Regions from separate parts of the Mus musculus genome. Here regions 1 and 2 are each linked to region 3. The links are chromatin contacts, called in public HiChIP or PLAC-seq and promoter capture Hi-C maps. All regions are on one chromosome and are shown on one strand. The core of a region is the stretch at or near the end of the contact, and the rest is flanking DNA. Distances in the headings are between cores, read along the strand shown.

Region 1 (3,244 bases), core at 454-2,953, 65 kb before region 3:
TGTTAGTCAGCAGTCACTAACACTACAGAAGCGATCCTCTGTGAGGTTCTTCAGATGGAAAGTGCTGAACTGTGCTGTGTCTCTCCTCACCCCAACCCATATGTAAAAGAACTGCCTCAGTGTGACTTTATTTGGGACTGGATCTATAGAAAGGTAAGAAGGGTTGAGTTTAGATCTTAACCAGCAGCATTGCTGTCCTCATGAAAAAGAGGCCCCTCTGAGCACAAATGGTTTAATTTCATTCTATGCCTGAATATTCTGCCCGCATTTATGTTGTCTACCACCTGCATGCCTGGTACCTGAGGAGGCCAGAATAGAGCTCAGATGTCCTAAAACCAAAGTTATAGATTGTTGTGAGCCACTGTGAGTGCTGGGAAGCAAACTCAGGTCCTCTGAAAGAATAGTCAATATTCTTAACTGTCAAGCCATCTCTCCAGCCCCTTGAGAAATTTTAAAGAACTGATGAAAATCATACAACTAGAGGCAGAACACAAAACTGAACTGGAAAACACTAACAAAGATATATGGAAAACTCCCAAATATTTGGAGATTAGATAAAGAGGTTTTAAAGTGAAATTTGATAATAATTTAAGTGACATGGTATATAGAAAATTCTTGATAGATTTGAAGTAGGACTTAGGGGTAAATTTATAGTATTGAATGTACATATGTTGGGCTGGGGAGACAGCTCAACAGTTAAGAAGGCCTTGCTGCTCTTGTACAGGACCCAGGTTCAGTTGCCAGCATTCACACAGTAACTAACAACTGTCAGTAACTTCAGTTCCAGAAGATATAAACCGACCAACACTAATACACACAAAAACCTTTAGAACAATGTGTATATGTAAAAATGGAGAAAAGCCCTAGTCGACATAAACTCAGCTAGACAAAACTAGCCAAGTTAAAGCATCTAAAAAGTAAATACAAAAAAGCCAAGAGCATGGAAATGAGTCAGCACACAGAGACTAGACAGTGTTCACATGAGTAACCGCAAGGGACTGATACAAATCCTCCATGATGTTTCCCTCTCCATGAAATAATAACTAGTGCATAAACACCTCCCTGAAGGAGCTAACTGGCTAACAGTCTAAGTTAATGATGCTCAAATTCCTGAGCTGCTCTGTAGTCAGCACTTACCAGTCAGCACTCTTGTGACAAAAGAGTTCACAGAACATGACACAATAACTTAGGTTGCTTCACACACTGGTTTCTTCCTCTTTCTGTAAAACCCAAGTTTCTACACAAATGCCTGGCCCCGTAGAAGAGAAAGAGAAAGGGGTGAACAGGCAGCAAGAACTTTCTCAGGGAGCACCAACTGCAAGCCAAGGCCCCACATGCTGGCTCAGGGCTTTCATCCACAGTGTGAGGAAGATATAACCACTCCCAAAACAAAGGAACAAATGGGACCTGAGATATGGGCTCTCAATGCTACTACCTCTAGCTGAGGAGCAGGACAATCAATTCCATCCACAACTCTAATACAGGCATTTATCTGTGTCCTGAAGTCCCACCAGCAATTAGCCAGAAACTTGAATATTCTCAATGAACAAGAAACATGCTGTTTCCAACATGTTCATTTCCAAGCTCCTAGAAACACAAATAAATCTCAGTACATTTGTGCTTCAAAGTCTGTACCCTACAATGCAACTTTGTTGTAACAAATGATGCAAAACTCAAAAACCACAAGGATAGGAACTGAGTACTATCTTTGTGACTTAACCACACCTATGTTTCCCATTTGAGACACCAAGAAAACAATTTCTGACTACTTCCTATAGCTCAATCAGTCGTTTTGAAGTTCTGGCTTAAGTCACAAGTGTGATTCTAAAAGTATGCCTGTGTTGTTATTAGATGACCAACATCCGATCACATTTCATGCTCACAGTAAAAATAAGTACAATAATTACCAGCACTAATGTTCTTTATCAGCTACTCCTGTAACACATCTCATCTCTGAGACACTAGGCAGGAGTGATTCCTAAACCTTCAAACCCTTCACTGAGAAGCTTTGCACTCACAATCTGTTGTAGAGATGTATAGTGTACGGACTGACACAGAGTGAGGGTCAGTGTCCTTCCTTTGTACATACACGTGGACTATCTTGGGGCTGTTCTTTCACTACACTCCTTTAACTACAGAAGAGAGTTAAGTACGAAAAACAGGTCCGAGGAGGTGGCTACCGTTTAACAGAAATCAGACCAGCTTTGAGGATTTCCTTTTTCTGCTTTGCTAAAGGTGTGTGTGTGTGGGTGGGTGGGTGTACATATAAATATTTAAAAATTAAATCACTACTATGTGCAGAATAAAAAAATCAGCAAATTATTTATTATTTTATAGGAGCTCACAGTTAAGAGACTCTGAATTGGAAAGAGATTCTAGACCTTAAAACCAGAAACTTGTAATGATGGTGAGACTTTTAAACTTATAAATCCAAAATTTATATTACTATATTAACTAAATAATTATGACAAAAAAAAAAAAGCAACGAGTCTAGAGAAATGGCTCAGACGTTAAGAATGGTTCTGCTCTTAGAAGAGCACCTGATTTTGTTTCCTAGCACCAACACAGAGTGGCTTACAACTCCCGGGAACTCTAGTTCTGGGAGGATCTGAACCCTCTTCTAGTTTCTATGGGTACCTATACCCATACAATTAATTGTAATTGTAATGGCATACAATTAAATATTCTCTCTCTCTCTCTCTCTCTCTCTCTCTCTCTCACACACACACACACACACACACAAATAAAAATATATCTTTAATGAAAAATTAAGTTTATCAATGAGAAAAATTTCCTAGCATTTAAAGGAGCCAGCCAGAATTCCTGAGCATTGTGTTATCAGATGGCAGGTGGTAAAGGCCTTTAGCTGTCCATGATCAGCAACCATGTGGCAGCAGCATTTCATTATTTCTTTTCTTCATCATCATCACTGTAAGCATTAGTGTTTAATATTCAGCTCAACTGTGTCCATGTTTTATGTGCATGACTTCCAAAATCCTAACCCTCCTGCAAGATATCCATTGTGTGGGCAGAAAATTGACAGCCTTGCACCTGACCAAAAGAAATCCTTGAAGCAGAAGAGGCATTTAAACTCCCTCTATCACTGTCCCACCTACTGGTACAAACTCTCCAGGAACCTGTACTTTTAATACTAGCAATCTCCTTTGTGGTGTTACATCCCCCATACCTCTTGTGTGTTCTGTGATTTAAAGACTATTTTCCTGTTAATCACTTTTACACTTCA
Region 2 (3,475 bases), core at 526-3,025, 100 kb after region 3:
TGCTGAGCAGGTCCTGAAAGTATGGAGACAGCTCTAAATGTCCAGATCTCTGTGTGCCCATCTTATTTCCTCTCTTGGGGAGCCTAACTCAGGAGGGTGGGAGACTCTGCCCAGCCCTGGATACTAAGCTAAGTGTGGGCACAGAGGCTCTTGATATACAAAGGGAAGCTAACTATCCTAATTTGCTTTCCTGCTGCTGTGATAAGCTATGATCAGAAGCAGGTCAGGGTGCAGGGAGGGGTTTGCTTCAACTTACACCAGGTAACAGTCTTTCCTTGAGAGAACTCAAGGCCGGAAATGGCAGCAGAAACCTAGGAGGAAGACTGCTGACGGGCTCCATCTCTGGCTAGCTCTTGCTTGCTCTCTGCCAGCTTTCTCGTACAGCATAGACCCACCTGTCAGGTGTGGTGCCACCCCCGTAGGTGTAACCATCAGTCAAGATGAGGCTCACAGCCATGGCCACAGGCTGATCTGATAAAAGCAGTTCTTCAGCCCGTTCCCTCTTCCCAGGTAGCACTAGGTTGCTGAAAAAGCATGTACCACTCTTCCTTTCTCCTCTCCCTCTTTATAGCATCCTTCTCCACTCTTTTACCTTTCTTCTATTTCACCTTTTGCTCTCCCCCATCCGCAGCTCCCACAGCCTTGCTGAGGGAATGGACACACTGCTCTTTCTCTTTCTCTGTTCCAGCCCACCTTTACTTCATTTGTTTATACACTGACCCTAAAGGACTGTGCATGTGTTCCTTACGCATGCTTGTGTGTGCATACGGTGGCAAGAGCAGCCACTCAGTGCCTCAGACCCCCGTGGTCCCTTGTCTGCATAGAACAGGTCTCTAGTTGCAGGTGGACAAGGAGTCAGCGAAATGAATGACAGACAGACACGGACGCAGCACAGGATTGTGTAGAATCTGAATGTAATTTGTCAGGTCGAGCATCGAACTTTTTATACAGAAGAATAACAAGAAACCAGACCATATACATCCGCTGAGTTACAGTGACACAAAACATAAGGAATATATACATCAAAAGAAGGTGGGGACCAGGCCACTGCCACTAAGAAGGGAGCCAGGTGTAATGCTAGTCTATTGTTAAGCCCACCACCAGGGGTTCTTAGTAAATACCAGATTTATGCTGTTTCTTTGGGCCTAGTGAAGAAACCTGTCTCAGGGGGATTCCCTAACTCTTTCATGGTAAACCCACCTATTTGCTAGGCCATTGTGTATTCCCTTGTCTGGCTAAGACTGACTATTGTCTCAAGTAAACACTCTGCAGATCAGCCCTGAGCTATTCCGGCTCCGTTGTTTGTAATGCCTAATTAGTTTCACCTTCTCTACTAGAAGTAAATTTGAATGTTACTGAATAGATAACCTTCTTACTGAATTCCTACTGAATTCCAAGTTTGTCGGCTTCAAGGATTTTCTGGGACGTTGGAACACTGGCGAAGGCTTAGCTATGTCAGAATCCAATCTTAAAGGGCACTTATAATAAAATAATACTAAAAGAGAGCACATGGATCCATACACCAGACTAACGCGGGGATAGGGTATGAGTATACAGGTTATGAGAATGCCAAGGTTCCAGGAGGTGAGTTTCTCTGAAACTCTTTGCCTTGTGAGTGCTTCCAGGCTTCTCAGCCTGTCAAGCAGACTACACTGGAGTGTGCGTAGCACCTCAGAGGACTTCCTTTCTCACGAGCACCTTATGGCCTTGAGGCAGGGTCTCTCACTGTACCAGGTCATCAGGTTTGGATAGACTGGCTGGGCAGCGAGCTCTTGGGATCTGCCTGCCGCTTATCCTAGTGCTAGGATTGCAGACACTAGCCATGCCTCTATGTGGGTGCTGAGGGTCTGCAGAGCAGCCACTCTTACTCACCCACCTAGCTTCCCAGCCCCCATCTTCAAAATTAGAATTTCTTTGACAATTTTATACATGGGAACAATGCATTCTGGTCATACACCTGCTCCACTATCTCTTTTTATTGTCATTTTGTGTAGATTTTGCTTTATGACCATGGGCATGGGTGTGGAGCTGCCCCTTGGAATAGTAACTCATCAGAGGGTACACTACTGAAGATACTGACTTCCTGACCCCATTAGCTTACCTGGGTGGGACAAAGTCCGACGAGCCTCTCTCTGTCTGTGACTGTCCTTGTCTGCAGGCTGTGCTTGTGCAGGTCCTACGCAGACAGCCACAGATGTTCATGAGTGTCACAATCCATATCATAAGATAGCATTTCATGGCCTTCCTCCCTCCGGTCTGGATCTTATATTCATTTTGCACCCTCTTCTGTGATGTCCCCTGATCCCTGGAGCTGGTGATGTGGGTGTGTCATTTAAGGTGGAACAGCGATGTGGGTGTGCTATTTAAGGTGGAACACTCAACAGTCACTTGCTCTCAGCACTTTAACCAGCCACAGATTTCTGAATTAACCACTGATTGCAACAAAGAGAAGCTTCTTTGGTCATGGCTGATGGTAGCACTAGTCCGTGGTGTATGTATAAATATTTAGGAAGCAGCTTGGCAGCATACCCACTTAGCAAAACTAAGCAGACTCAGCCCCAGTGCCATGACCTCTCTTCTTAGCCCCTAACCATGTGTTCAGTACTAGGAACGAAGTCCCTCCTGTGGACCAGGACTCAGATCAAATAAAAAATACTGTGATTAATATTAATAAATAAGGTCACCCCCTTAACCATCATGTCACCATGGCACCAGTGAGCTTGACAAGTTGGCACTGTAGCATGTAAAGTTCCAAGTTAGAAAAAAAAAAGATTTCTGGGTTTTCTCCCCCAGCTGCCTTGATAGCACTTTCCAGTCCTGTGAAGGGTAGCCAACCATCAGTGAGGGGAGGCTTCTGTCCAGTTCCAGCATATTCTCCAACCAGCATGTGTGGTGTCTTCTGCAGTTTGCATTTTCTTATCAGACAGTTCTGGAGATCAATCAAGAGTAATGGCCATTGGTGGCTCGGTAGGAGCTCTGGAGCCTTTATGGCCAGCAACTCCCATATCTGCTACAAGGGTTGTTGTTTAGTAACCCATGGTCTCTGGGGTTGGTAATATCCTCCCATGTGTAGTGCTTCTGTTCAAAGTCGTTTTAAAAAGCTGTGTTTTAAGATTATCGTATAAGGTAGTGGGTTTCCATGTGCCTTTTTTTTTTTTTTTTTTTAATGGGTTTTCAAGACAGGGTTTCTCTGTGTAGCCCTGGCTGTCCTGGAACTCACTCTGTAGACCAGGCTGGCCTCGAACTCAGAAATCTGCCTGGATTAAAGGTGCGTGCTACCACTGCCCGGCCCATGTGCCTTCTTTACAGTCTTGGCTTCTGTTTAACCCTTCCTGACTCTGTGTTCATCCACCTCAAGCTTCAGCACTCGGTAGCATCCTCTGTTTCCATAACACATGTGTTCAATAATGCTCCCCGGTAAGGCCGCCTCTGCCCGTGCCAGGGCCCCTTTCTCCCTTTCCGGTCTTCACAAGCA
Region 3 (3,516 bases), core at 232-2,731:
GGCTGGGCACTCACTCATCATGGGCTAGATGCCAAACTGAGGCAGATAAAGAATCAGAGGACTAACTTCACCTTGCCTACTGTGATGGGCAGATAAGGCTCAGAAACATTAAAATGGCAAAAGACAAGCACTCAACCAACTGCTCTGAGTACACAAACCCCAAGGACTATGGAAAAGCTAAAAAGCCTGCAAGAAGAGGAGGTATTTTCCTTTCAGAGAGGTTTTTTTTAGTGGGACCTGAAAGTATGCATAGTTTTCCAAGGAAAAGGCCAGAGCAGAAAACAAAAAGAACAGCAACCAAGATGTCCAAAGACCCCACTGCTGACTCTGCCATCGTCTGTATCCGTAACCAGTAACCTCTACAAATACTACTTTAGATTTCTGCAAACGCAAACCTACCGCTGGACAGATGGTCTCCAAAAATCCAGCCAGTTCTATAACAGATTGCTTATGTTCAAATAGTGCTACTAACCCAAAAGAGTCAACTGACCTTGGGCAGAGTAATTAACTGCTTCTTGCCTCAAGTATCCCCCATTTCCAATCAGGGGGTTGATATACTAACAAAATACATACCACTGACTTAGCAAAGGAAATGACACACAGTATGCCATCAATAAATAAATGATACTGATAATCACGACTTGCTGCACAAGGGCACAGCCAACAGTGAGGCAGGGGGTTGTATCCGTGGCGCTACTCAAGACATCCAGTGGGGGTGGGGGTGGGGGCAATGGGAGCGTACAGCCGGTTGCACACCCTGCACGCATGTGTCACCGGCCAGGCTCGCACGCGCCTCTCCCCGCCTCAGGGAAGAAGAGATGGCTCAGCTGCTCTGAGGCCCACTGCCACCCCTCCAACCCGGTCCCTGGACCCACTCACCATGCTGGCCGGGAAGGGGATGGCTCAGGTGAGCTAGCTCTTGGGATCCGTCGTGTCCCGCTCGCACAGTTCAGGTCATGGTCCCGGCAGGCTCGGGGAGTCCCCCGCCCATGCAAAGACAACCGGTTCCCTACCCGGGCCCCGCCGGCACCTTTAAAAGGAGCACACGGGCCCCTTCGGGGACCCCCCGAAGCGATTCATCCAGACCTCGGCCCACCCCGGGGAAACGCAAAAGCAGAAAATGGGGTTCAGAGGCGGCTACACGAGGCCCCCCGCCTGGGCCCGACCCCCGAGAGGGAGGCTGCGGGCCCAGGCAGGGACTCCCCGGCCTCCGCGGCCCGAGGCGGCGACGGGCCTCAGCCGAGACTGAAGGGGCAGAGGCTGCCTGGGCCTGGGCGGCGCGGCCGGCTCAGGAGAGAGGCCCGCGGGCCCTTGCTGTCCTCGCCACCTCTGTCCTCGCGGCGGGCTCCCTCCGCATCCCTGCGCGCCACCAGTAGCCGCGGCTCGCCCCTCGCGGCCACCCTCTGCCAACAGCCCAACGCGCCGGAAGTGGCGAGCACCAGGCGGCCCCTCAGCCCGCGGCCTGCTGCGGCGCTGGAACCGGACCAATCCGGAATCAAGTGAGGGCAGAGGAGGGCGGGGCCGCACCTGACTGTTCACTGGCCCCGCCCACCACGTCCCCGCCCAAGAGGCCAGGGACCGCCGCGTTGGTAAAGGGACACGCGGCCATTTTGGTAAAGGAAAGGTTTCCCTTTCGTTTCTTTTCACTCATTCATTCCGCAAATCTTTTCTGAGCATCTTTCCGGACCCTGACACCGGACTAGAAGTTCGGCGATGCTGGTCTGTGCTCTCCTGGGATCTTATTCATTCAGTCCACAGTTCTGGGTCCTAGGACCAGAAAGTGTCACAGGATGAAATTGAAACACTTAGTGTCACGATCTAAATTGGCTTCATCCCTAATTCCAGACTCCAACACCAGGTGACTCAACACCCTCTTCTGGACTCTGGAGACACCTGCACCCATACTCACATAGCATACACATATATAGGTACACAAACATGCATGTAAATAAAATAAGTTTTTATGGGATATGGCTCAGCCTTTAAAGGTACTTGCCACTATGTCTGACAACCCAATCTAAGTTCAATCCTCAGAACCTGTACTGGTTTAAATAAGAATGCCTATCCCATATCTAAAGCTTAGTCATCAGAAGTGGCACTATTTGAAACCGATTAGAATGATTAGGTGTGGTCTTGTTGGAAAAATGTGTGTCACTCGGGGTGGGCCTTAAGAGTTCAAAAGTCACCGGGCAGTAGTGGAGCTTGCCTTTAGTCCTATCATTTGGGAGGCAGAGGCAGGCAGATTTCTGAATTCGAGGCCAGCCTGGTCTACAGAGTGAGTTCTAGGACAGCCAGGGCTACACAGAGAAACCCTGTCTCAGAAAAAAAAAAAAAAGAGTTCAAAAGCCAATGGCAGGGATGGTGAGATGGCTCAGTGGTTAAGAGCACCGACTGCTCTTCCAAAGGTCCTGAGTTCAAATCCCAGCAACCACATGGTGGCTCACAACCATCTGTAACAAAATCTGATGCCCTCTTCTGGAGTGTCTGAAGACAGCTACAGTGTACTTACATAGAATAAATAAATAAATAAATAAATAAATAAATAAATAAACATTTAAAAAAAAAGCCAATGGCAAACCCAGTCTCCTTTTGTGAATCAGATGTATCTTTTAGCTACTGTTCCAGTACCATGCATGTCGACCTGTTCCCTGCCATGATGATAGACGGACCATCTGAAACTGGAAGCAAGCCCCCAATTAAATGCTTTCTTTTACAAGAGTTGTCATGGTCATGGTATATATTCACAGCAATAAAACAGTGACTAAAACAAAACCCAATTGAAGAAGGAGAAAATAAATTACCACAAATTGTTGTCTTTTGACCACACTAGTATCATGCTTGCACAGGGACACACACACACATTAGGTCTCAGGCAGTCCACATATCCAGAATGAGCTCAAGATGGACTATAGAAGGAATTCTGGTGTTAGATAAAAGCCAGAATTCCTAGGAAACTTGTGAAACAAGTTCCTATTCCCCCAAAAGGAGTCCTTTCCCTTACTTCTGGCAGAAGGGACACCTGGCTCTCCACTGACTTATAGCTATGGCACTTATCAGCATATCCACGTGGCCTCCAGGCTGCTGAGGTCCCTATTCACAAGTACTTGTTACTCACTTCAAAGATTCCACACTAGCATCCTGACCCTTCTCACCTTCTCCCTCTACCCTAAAACTTCATGGCTGCTTCCCACCCCCACCTACGCATCCACCTTATAACTTAATGATTTTCCACCCCCTCCTCCCTGTCTCCCCAACTCTCTCCTCTCCAGATGGCCCTGCCCATCTCCTATCTACTTTTTCTCTCTGCTCTGGAATCTTTCAGGGGCCTCTGGATGTTTTCTCTCTTTTTCAAAAAAAAAAAAAAAAAGGAAAAAAAAAAGATTTATTTATTCTTATATGTAAGTACATTGTAGCGGTCTCCAGACACACCAGAAGAGGGCGTCAGATCTCACTACGGATGATTGTGAGCTGTCACATGGTTGCTGGGACTTGAACTCAGGACCATTAGGAAGAGCA

The links. Promoter capture Hi-C pulls out the DNA fragments that hold promoters and counts their contacts. HiChIP or PLAC-seq counts read pairs in DNA pulled down with a chosen protein or histone mark.
Region 1: a contact with region 3 is called in a promoter capture Hi-C map of the HPC-7 cell line, with 2.7 times the contacts expected there. The contact joins the enhancer-like site here to the promoter of Xpo6 in region 3. A contact is called at or near these places in 7 of 39 promoter capture datasets (3T3-L1-derived adipocytes, the C10 cell line, the HPC-7 cell line and 4 more), 20 of 484 Hi-C or Micro-C datasets (CD4 T cells, CD8 T cells, the G1E-ER4 cell line and 12 more), 10 of 115 datasets of contacts at active chromatin or transcription factors (the 230-238 cell line, CD8 T cells, the HPC-7 cell line and 5 more) and 4 of 9 other capture datasets (adipose tissue, liver, macrophages and 1 more).
Region 2: a contact with region 3 is called in an H3K27ac HiChIP or PLAC-seq map of embryonic stem cells, with 5 read pairs. The contact joins the enhancer-like site here to the promoter of Xpo6 in region 3. A contact is called at or near these places in 2 of 39 promoter capture datasets (embryonic stem cells and hippocampal neurons), 1 of 484 Hi-C or Micro-C datasets (nephron progenitors), 3 of 115 datasets of contacts at active chromatin or transcription factors (embryonic stem cells, large pre-B cells and memory CD8 T cells) and 3 of 9 other capture datasets (adipose tissue, liver and pancreatic islet).

The regions. Positions count from the first base shown.
Region 1 is chr7:126,133,903-126,137,146 of GRCm38.p6, forward strand. The region is part of intron 9 of Xpo6 (exportin 6); the gene reads right to left. Among named protein-coding and RNA genes, the nearest start is that of Gm30807, 36 kb to the left of the region's middle. Within about 2 kb of position 1,704, at least 94 of the 459 cell types and tissues checked have an H3K27ac peak or open chromatin away from gene starts, as enhancers often do. A contact at or near this core is called in CD8 T cells, the HPC-7 cell line, Th17 cells and 7 more, where this site is marked.
Region 2 is chr7:126,300,781-126,304,255 of GRCm38.p6, forward strand. No RefSeq gene overlaps it. Among named protein-coding and RNA genes, the nearest start is that of Sbk1, 30 kb to the left of the region's middle. Within about 2 kb of position 1,776, at least 5 of the 459 cell types and tissues checked have an H3K27ac peak or open chromatin away from gene starts, as enhancers often do. A contact at or near this core is called in embryonic stem cells, where this site is marked.
Region 3 is chr7:126,199,020-126,202,535 of GRCm38.p6, forward strand. It overlaps Xpo6 (exportin 6), which reads right to left and starts at 1,482. Exons shown (of 24, transcript NM_001311143.2): 1 at 880-1,482. The coding sequence starts at 882.